Linked DNA regions of Mus musculus: region 2 is linked to region 1. The links are chromatin contacts, called in public promoter capture Hi-C maps. All regions are on one chromosome and are shown on one strand. The core of a region is the stretch at or near the end of the contact, and the rest is flanking DNA. Distances in the headings are between cores, read along the strand shown.

Evidence for each region. Capture Hi-C pulls out chosen DNA fragments and counts their contacts.
Region 2: a contact with region 1 is called in a promoter capture Hi-C map of liver. The contact joins two enhancer-like sites. A contact is called at or near these places in 11 of 39 promoter capture datasets (the 3T3-L1 cell line, 3T3-L1-derived adipocytes, the C10 cell line and 5 more), 1 of 15 datasets of contacts at CTCF or cohesin (large pre-B cells), 5 of 484 Hi-C or Micro-C datasets (B cells, the HPC-7 cell line, embryonic fibroblasts and 1 more), 2 of 115 datasets of contacts at active chromatin or transcription factors (embryonic stem cells and extraembryonic endoderm stem cells) and 3 of 9 other capture datasets (adipose tissue, liver and pancreatic islet).

The regions. Positions count from the first base shown.
Region 1 is chr14:30,560,776-30,565,929 of GRCm38.p6, reverse strand. Tkt (transketolase) reads right to left here. Exons shown (of 14, transcript NM_009388.6): 5 at 251-442. Among named protein-coding and RNA genes, the nearest start is that of Mir3076, 8.8 kb to the left of the region's middle. Within about 2 kb of position 1,294, at least 130 of the 459 cell types and tissues checked have an H3K27ac peak or open chromatin away from gene starts, as enhancers often do. A contact at or near this core is called in adipose tissue, embryonic stem cells and liver, where this site is marked.
Region 2 is chr14:30,868,297-30,872,933 of GRCm38.p6, reverse strand. It overlaps Stimate (STIM activating enhancer), which reads right to left. Exons shown (of 8, transcript NM_028839.4): 5 at 2,071-2,183; 6 at 1,376-1,453; 7 at 235-384. Among named protein-coding and RNA genes, the nearest start is that of Mustn1, 8.6 kb to the left of the region's middle. Within about 2 kb of position 2,518, at least 67 of the 459 cell types and tissues checked have an H3K27ac peak or open chromatin away from gene starts, as enhancers often do. A contact at or near this core is called in adipose tissue, embryonic stem cells and liver, where this site is marked.

The DNA of each region.
Region 1 (5,154 bases), core at 45-2,544:
TTGCAGCACTTGGTTTGGAATTCACTGCAATGAAATCTCAGGTAGGAAAGCCCTGACATCAGGTCTCTAGGGGAGGAAGCCTGTCCCTAACCCCCAGGCTGGCTTGGGTCCCCAAACACATGGGTTTCCTGTCCCATCCTCACGGTCAACTTACGGAGCCTGTATACAACTGTGTCTAGGTGGTAGGCTGTACAACCATGTAAAAGAGCCCTTGCTTTAAAGGAGCCCCTCTCAGGCCATCCGTACGTACCCAAAGGCCTCACAGCGCTTCTGGTAGATGTCCACCTGGTGCTGCAGCGGGGCTGGGTCGCTCTGGCCCAGGCGGTTGATGTCAAAAATGGCAACGAGGTTGTCCAGCTTGTAAATTCCAGCAAAGGCCATGGCCTCCCAGACGGAGCCCTCGGAGACCTCCCCGTCTCCCAGCATGCAATAGACTCGGTAGCTGTGAACAAAAGGCAGGTTGTAGGGCTGGTCCCTCTCCCCTGGGAGTGTGAAGCTCTCAATACCACCCTTCCCAGAAAACCTATCAGGCAGCCTATGGAGAGCGGGCAACAGGGATCTGGAAGGGTCATCAGTATCACTAGGATCCTAATGGCTGGCCCACAAGAGATGACGGGGACAAGAGGAAACTAAGGAGACATGGTCGGAAGGACTTGAGAGGCAAGTCCTCTAGCAGGAGGGGAACTTGGGAGCCAGGCTCAGTCCACCTAGGGGAAGAACAGGCACAATTGCTTGGCATAGGAACTAGGTGTCTCAGAGGCAGGCTCCTTTGAAGCCCAGGACTTTGTCCTAGGCCTTTCTCCCGTGGGGCTTCCTCTCAATACAGGCAAGTGTGGTCTTCTCAAAGCATAGCGGCGAGGTACGAGCATGAAATCAGGACACGGCACTCAGAGAACACAAGTTTTGTCATGGAAGGGTGGGGCTAGAGCCAGGGGACTGGTTCTGAGAGTCCCAGAAGAGGTGAGGGTCTGGAGGTGAGGTAGCAGCGCCATAGCTGGTGCAGGGCCCTGAACTCAGTGACATTCTTGAGATGAATTCTCCAAATCCAGAGACCAAGAAAACATTCCACAGTCAAAGGACTTGTCTGAAGGTTACTGCATCCTGGACTGGCATCTCCTTGCTATATTAAAATACATGCAGGAGGGGTGATAGGATGGGGGTGGGGTACCCCTACATCTTGCCTGGTGTCCAACCATGTGGCTCCGGCTGGCCAGGCTCACAGAGGACATAGATACTCCCTAGCTGTTCCTGAGAAAGGCCCTCAAAGTGACTGCAGGCCCAGGGCCAGGCAGTCAGAGCTGTCAGCATGACTCAGCACTTCCGCAGCCAGAACTCCCTTCATGCTTCCTGCTTGGGGCTTCTCTTGTAAGGTGTTTGTTAGATGGGATCACTGGTTACCCTGGCTAGGAGGGACTATAACTTGGTTTTCCCAAGTTGCCTTTTCTCTCCCTGCAGGTTACCAGGGGCCCCAAAACCCCAAGGGAGCTCTGGCCTGACACAGCAGCTCCCCATGATAGAAGCCAAAGAGGCAGCCATGTAGGGATCCTGACCTCCACAAAGAGCTTCTTGGGGGGGGGGGGATATATGAATGGTTGTGTCACATGCTCAACACATATCCGGAAAGTCAGACAGGCACCAAGCGGGGTTACAGCATAGTCTTGTATGTCAAGATTAGGGACAAGGCTGGCCCCAGAGGGTCAGAAGACTAACGTGAGGGGGGGACCCTAAGGTCCTGAGATGCTAGTCTGAATAGATGTGGGGGTCTAGAGAAACCCTAGCTGGAGATGCCTGTCCTGTCCATTTGAATACAGGTATCAGTATCGCTCTCTAGAGATACCCAGCCAATGACAGAATTCTTAATACTAGACTTGCTCAGGGTTCAAAAAATTCAAAGATGTTGGGGCTTGGGGAACAAGTCAGTAGAAGAGTTGCTAGCTTACTATAATCAAGGCCTTAGCTTCCCTGCGCCCCCTCCCCCAAAAAATCAAAGATATAAGATGTGCTTAAAAACTTAGGCCAGTCCAAAACCAACAACAGTTTCAGGTTGAGGTGCCTGCCTAATGTGTGTGATTCCTTTTTTTGTTGTGAAGACAGAGTCTCACTATGTAGCCTTGACTCTGCTCTGCAGCCTGAATGGAGGGATTAAAGGCAGCAGGCAGGCTTAATGTTAATTGTGATAAATTCCATCTACTCTACTCTTTAGATAGCAGAAATAAAAGCTCTACTAGATTAGAGGAGAAACTAAAAAATAAATAAGGGTCAGGAGCTGCAAAGATGAATTCATGAGCTCGGATAAAGATAAAGCCAGTGTTCACACAGTAGAGCTATCTGGAAACCACTTCGCATAGAAGGCACGGCTAAACGAAATATAGTATGTCTACAGGACATTATACAGCCACTAAAACAGCCCTGGCTCACTGGGCATGGTGGCGCACGCCTGTAATCCCAGCACTCGGGAGGCAGAGGCAGCCAGATTTCTGAGTTCGAGGGCAGCCTGGTCTACAAAGTGAATTCCAGGACAGCCAGGGCTATACAGAGAAACCCTGTCTCGAAAAACCAAAGGAAAACAAAAAACAAAAAACAAAAAACTTCCTTTGCTCATTAAACACTGAGAAAATGCCCATGAAAGACTGTTTAGATGTTTTAGGGCTCAGCAGGTAATGGCACCTGATGCCTTATTATTCTCCAGTAAACCTCTGGCTTCCACACCTCGCCATGGATGCTATGCGCAAATGGGGCCGGGGAGGGGAGGGAGACTGTGTTAAAAAGCAAGATGTGAGAGCCGGGCGTGGTGGCGCACGCCTTTAATCCCAGCACTCGGGAGGCAGAGGCAGGTGGATCTCTGAGTTCGAGGCCAGCCTGGTCTACAAAGTGAGTTCCAGGACAGCCAGGGCTATACAGAGAAACCCTGTCTCGAAAAATCAAAAAAAATAAAAAAAAATGGGCTGGTGAGATGGCTCAGTGGGTTAGAGCACCCGACTGCTCTTCCGAAGGTCCAGAGTTCAAATCCCAGCAACCACATGGTGGCTCACAACCATCCATAACGAGATCTGACTCCCTCTTCTGGTGTATCTGAAGACAGCTACAGTGTACTTACATATAATAAATAAATAAATCTTTAAAAAAAAAAAAAAAAAAAAAAAAAAGCAAGATGTGAACTTATATTAGGATTACAAATTTGTAAGCCTTTTTATGAAGACTTTGAGGGCAAGAAATATATTATTAGATTTAAATTAGGGCAAGGGGTTAAGAAAAGAAACTGAAGCAGGATGATCAGAAATTCAAGGTTAGCCACAGCAACTTAGCAAAATATAGATAAATAATAAAATGAAGAGCTAAGGTATATGCATGCTCTCTCTCTCTCTCTCTCTCTCTCTCCCTCTCTCTCTCTCTCTCTCTCTCTCATGACTGCTCAGTGCTGAACTGGCAATATCAACATGTCATTCCATGAGGGGCTGTTGTCTTCTGGGAGATCTGAATTTTAAATTATGTTTTTCATTGAACAGCTCTCTAGGATGCAGGTCTTTTTGGAAGTGCTACTAAACTTAGAGTATTTTATCCTTGTAAATAAGAATTTTAGCTATGCAAATGATAGGTCACAAAGACTATTAGACGTGTGTGTAAAGTATTGTAGTTTTGAAAACCCTGGAACAATGTTTTATTGTCCTTGAATTTCAAAGAGTAACATACTAGGAATTTGAAAACACTGAGAAATTTTTTTAAAAAAATTATCATTGATGAATAAATGATCTTAAAAACAAAACTTTTAAAAGACCTTACAGGGATACCACGGCAGTAGCCCACGCAGCTCTATCGGGGTGCTACCGCTGGGTGCCTGGCTGGGCCTGATAATCTCTTGGTGCCCTAAGCGATCTGAGTCCCCCCCACCCTCTGGGTACTGTCTGAGGGCCCAGGTCTCAGCCAAGCCTGGCTCTACGCCAACACAGCCTCTGGGAACTAAAGCCCTTCTCTCTACACTGGCTTGTTCTATTATGTTGAGGTCAGAAAATGATCCTTCACGGGGAATTATTTCAAGCAACTGTAGGGAATAATTAACTCACATCTATGGTTCTAGGCCAGATAAAATGTTCTTAAACATGCACCTCATTCTCTGAGACACATCACCTCAGAGTGAATCACTTCTGGGTGCGGCTACGCCAGCCCTAAAGCTCAATAGCTGTCATCCCAGTGACCCTGGACTGGAGGCTGGGTACTGGAAGGATTGGGGCTCTCCCAGAGACTAACTTTGAAGCCCCCCCTGTCCCCGCAAAGAACTTCCTGCGAACAGTAGGTACTCTCCAGTGTGTAGGGAGAGCAGTCAAGCTTCGTGCAGCTGCCTGTCCTCAGAGGGACCTGGCTGTGGCCACTCTTCTGTGGCGTTGGCCTTCAGGGAAGTGGGATGTCCCTGGCTATGGGCCAGTCCCCTCCAGTTTTCCTCGGAAGCTCTTTGCCCACAGGGTACCTGGGGACTATGGGTGTGCCTTCTGGACACTCCGAGCAAGACCGGAGGATCTAGGTGAGAATTCTCCCTAGTTACTTCATCCTCACGCCTCTCCCATTCACAGGGATGAAAATTATCGAGCTGAAAATTAGCACTCAGCCTCGCTCCCACATGGTGGCCCGGAGGTACTGTTCTGACCAGTGGCTACGCCTAGCAGCCTGTACACTGTGCTTCCGAGACACAACCTGTCCACGGCAGATCACATGGCTGAAATCTGTCCTGAGGGCACTGGGAGTTCTACAAACCGCCACCAGGTTTAGCTGGAATAGCTAAACCTACCTACCAGGCTGTACCCACACACTGCAGTCTCTTTACCCGCCAATGGGAGGTGACCCAAGGACCCCGGAGACCTCTGGAACACAATTTGATCCTCTTCAAATGCAAGGGCAAGGAGTCCAGGCCAAGCTTCTTGGTGCCAGTCAGACATGGGGGTGGGAGGCAGGCTCCTCTGCTACTGCCAGGGTCCAGGCACTGGACTGAGTCTGTGTGGTAGCTCATGTACTCAGAGCAAACCTGGCCTGGAAGCCAGACTCTGGGGTGGCTCCCTCTGTCCTGTAAGTCTCTCATCTGAAAAGGTGCTGCCTGTATCACCAGCTTCGGGGCTTTGAGAGCAGAAGACGGAACGTATTTATCTTACTTAGCCCCAGTCAGGC
Region 2 (4,637 bases), core at 1,269-3,768, 310 kb before region 1:
GCAGCAATGGTCTATAGCAAATCTACATACTACGTCCTTTTGGCTTGAGACAGCACATGTAACAGCAGATGTTGGGCTCACGCTAATGAGGCTCTGAGCGACCTGAGCTATTCTTTAGCTCAGCTTCTTCCTTCCCTCTGACTGGCACTGCGAATTCAGGTACAAACTTAAGAGCAGAGACCCCCAGAGCCCAAGGTATAATGGCCACGCCCTTGGGGAGAGTCAGGCTCATACCTCAGACTCAGACTCCTCATGGGATGCTGCCCTTCGGTAGCGAACCTTGCTCCCATTCCTTGAGTCCTGGTTGGCTCCTCTTTCTTCTAGTTTAGCTTTCGTCTTCCCCTTTCTCATGAGGAAATTGTCCACTACCCAGAACATGAAAGCCTGTGGGAAGAGAAAGGTGTAGGTCGCTCTGGATAAATCAGAACAAAGCAAGCAGAAGGCTGCATACCCACCCCTTCCACAGACAAAAGAGAAGCCGCACTCAGCCCTGACGTCTCCCAGAACATCCAAGAGAAACAGCGGCTCTCTTTCACTTGCTGTACTTTTATGATCAGAGGACAGCAGGGTAATTCTTGCTGTGGTCAATTATGGGTTTATTGTTGGGTTAAATGACAGGCAGCCCAGAGGCAGGCATGGTGCCGCACGCACACCCTGCATCACAGCACTGTGGAGGCAGAGACAGACTCATTTGTGTTTGAGGGCAGCATAGTCTACTCTAGTGAGTTCAAGGACAGCCAGGGCTGTGTAGAGAGACCCTGACTCCAAAATCCAAACCAAACCAAACCAAACCCAAAACCAAAAAACAAACAAAAAAACCCCAAAAACCAAAAAAAAAAAAACCCAAAACACCCAACAAACAAACAAACCAGGCAGCCTGTTTCGGGCCAAGAACCCCAGTCTCTGCCCGTTTTGAGCCTCATGGGTCCTTCACAGGTGGCGACACTGCTGCTTCAGGGAGCCCCCGATTCCTTTAGCGCTCTACATCACTGGTTCTCCACATGAGGCCACTATGCTCAAGAGCTTCTCTGAGGTCTATACTCAATAGCAAATACCTGGAGAACGCTTTGACCCTGTTCTAGAAGTCACACACTTCACCCACAGGCTGGGATCTCTCAGCAAAGTGGCCTATCAGGGAAGGCAAGTCATAGTTCCTAGGATCCTCTGCCTGAAATAGGGGCCCTAGAATGGATACCTGATTTCTGAGGAAGGACTCCTACCAAGTTCAATACTGGTTAGGGGACGGACTAGCTACACAGATAGAAAGGATTGTCTGAGGCTGTAAAGGTGACTTTTGTGTCACACTCAGAGTGTTGAACAGGAAACCTTAGTGGCAGGGTACAAGCTAGGATAAGACACTCAACAAGGCACTGACATTGACAAAGAAGGGGACTATCAGCATGACGATGGCCAGCTTCAGGTCGGGGTTTTCAATTGGATTCAATAGGGCCACCTGCAGAGAGAAACAGACACAGTGAGGAGACCACAGGGGCAGCACACAGGAGACTCAGACACTTCCCAAGAGCCACTGGAACAGCCCCTCACACCCATGGCTGCACAGACCCTAGATCTGACTGTTGGTAAGGACGGGTCAGAGCTGCTCTGGGCCACTGGCTCTGGGGCAGCTTCCCCTGTGGACCCGAGGGCCATGGGCTTACCCAGGTATTAGCATGTAGGAGAGTAAAGACCTCAGAAACTGCTTGTGGCTTCAGCTGAACTAGCAGACACGAGTGTGAAGGACATTTACCAGTGAGACACATTCACAGTTACCAAGTCTGCAGACTGAGCAGACCAAGCAACACAGCAGAGGGGGCTGGATCTCCATTAGGCTTACACATCCCCAGGTTTCATCTAGAGAAGATGTGTGTTTACACCAAGTGCACGAACACCAAGGACAAGAATGACAAACTAACGCTCTTATAATCAGCTGCTACGTCGGACCAGACCCAGGACTCACGCATGGAGCTAAAACAGAAACCAGCAGGCCGGGCGGATGCCAGGGCTGGGGATGACGGGGCTGTCGTTTAACTCGGCTTAGCACAGAGCGCAGGAGCAGGGATGGAGGCAAACCTTTTTCCACTGGAGTATGAGGAGGACGATGAAGACCACGGACTTTTCAAAGATCATGATCACGATGTAGAGGGCGCACTGTCCTACCCAGGCCCCGCACTGCAGAGGGTCTCCTGCAGGGACAGGCAGGTGCTTAGCCACACACACCAGGATCTGAGTAGTACAACACCACCACCCAAGCCCTTTGCAGCTCATTACGAGCCCTCATGCCCCTAGCTGGATCCCAGAACCCTGGCTCTAAGGTACTTTATGAGTCTCTAAAGCTCTACAAATCACCTCATTTCTAAAAGAGGCAGCCCTCTGAATAAAGCCAGAATTCCTAATTTGGACATACCAGAATGTTTTTCTTAGGAAAAAAAAAATTCTAGGATAGAGTTAAGGGGAACTAAACTTAGCGCTCACTGCTGGCTCTGTCCACTGGCAGCAGCAGCTGGGTTAAGCAAGAGTGCTATTTTATCTGCAGTTGATTTTTCCAGCGACTGCTGCTAACCCCCTTTTCTCCGACGCTGTGCCTATAACTGCAGTAATCAACTTCTTTGTCCATTTCCTCCTTCCGGCCGCCCCATCCCCCAATCTCCCTGCGGTTCTTAGCCCTGGGTACATCAGACTGATCCAGAGAGCCTCAGAGTCCACAAACTCACGCAAAAGAACCACAAGTTAATGGTTCCCAGGGCTTTTTCATAGAATTAACCAAACACAAATTTGGGAGCAACCTAATTCATTTTGGGGGGCCATGTAACACCTTGGCTAGGAGAAAGAGATCGAAGCCTTTAAGACAGGATGTGGCAGATACGGCCTGAGGCCAGCGGCTACAGCACAGGCTGTCAGTGGGTATGGTTAAGAAGTGCTCAGGAGGGCTCCAACAGTCCAAAATGGGGACCACCTGGACCCTGCAGTGCCTCTAGGGTACGTCAGAAACAGACTCATTGAAGGGTGGGACCAGCCTCTCTAGAGAATGATCGAATGACACGCAGAATCTTAGGCCAGGCCTCCACAGAGTGGGAGAGGGTGGCAGGGCCTTGTCCTGAAAGCTCAGCCAGGGTGACCTGCACTCCACGGACCAGAACAGCAACAAAGTGACATTTCAGGAAGGCCGTGAGAAGAGGACCTGGTCCGGAGAGACATCTCCAGGCACCCATGCTGTAGGCGGCATCCCTGTCTGGGGCCGCAGGCCGAACACAGTGGAGGCAGGTGAATGCCTTTCCACAGCTGTAATGGACCACCAGCAGAACACGCCCCTTCCTCTTCTGGACAATGGCAGGAGAAGGGCGGCAAGCATGCAGCAGCACACTGAGTGCCTAACCTAAGGCCTGACCCTTTGCTCCACCTCCAGGGCAGGGCATGTAAGCCTCAGCGGAGCACCTGGAAGTCACTCTTCCTGGCAAGGCCTAGCAGGAGTTTCCCAATGCTTTTGGTAAACCACCTGATCTTACTGAGAACAGGAGAGGAAACTGCTTGCTCAACTCCCAGGCAAGAACAGTGATCCCCATCTAGGAAGTACCACTGGGAAGTGTCTGAGAAGGACTGGGGTATCTGGGAAAGAGCAGACAAAGGACACCATTTGTTCACTGTTGTGAGGACATTCACTTGCTCAGTGTGCACTCACTCCATTGCCTAGAACGGAGGCTGTGAGTAACGGAGAAGACAGACATCAGTTTCCTCTTCTTTCTCAGTTTGTACAGTGCAGCTTCCACGGCCTGTTGTTGTTTTATACTAAAATAAAAATGTTGAAAACCACCCACGAGAGATAAAAGTGCCCGTGTCTAGCTGATATACCCTCGCTTTCGGTGTACCAGGCCACAGGTCACTGGAGGCGGACTGAGTGGACATGTGACAGTTTGTTTGATTATTTCTGTTCCCTTGACAGTCTTTCAAATGCTCCCTGAAGTTCTGTCTAGAGGACAAATACGGTCAGTAAGCATGCCAGTGTGCCCTGTTTTCTACTGTATGTAGTGGGCAACCTCAGGGACATGGTTTGTTCCGGTAAATTATTCTCGCAGGCTGTTATGGGAATAGGGGCCAAAAGGAAGGAACACGTGTGTGCTGAGAAGCCTCTGGAAGGGAGCACGTGGATGAGCCGGCAGGAAAGCCTATGATATACTGTGCCACTGAACACTATCCTGTCTTCAGGGCAAGAGAAACTTGGTCATCAGACTACAGATCTCACCTGTGACTCAAAAACCGTTCACCCCTCAAACCAAACAACAGTGCTTATGTTTCAAGTCCCATGACTTCTCCTAGGAACCCAACATGCTATCTTGAGAGCAACCCCTTCTTCTTTATTTCCCTGAGAGCTGTGAGGCCTACATGGAGTTCCTAGTGTAGAAGGCAGAATAATGGTCCTGCAAAGATGTCCACATCCCAATCTCTGGAACCCATGCTATGTACTGTGACCCAGGCAAGGGGAATTCTGGCTGTTAATGGAATTAGGGTTTCTATTCAGACTTTAAATGGAGCATCTGGAGTGTCCAGACGCACTCAGGGTAAGCACAGGGCCACTTCAAGGTGGAAGGTCAGAATGTTATACCTTGAGAACTTGGCTGCTGGCTTTGAAGGCAGAGGGAGAG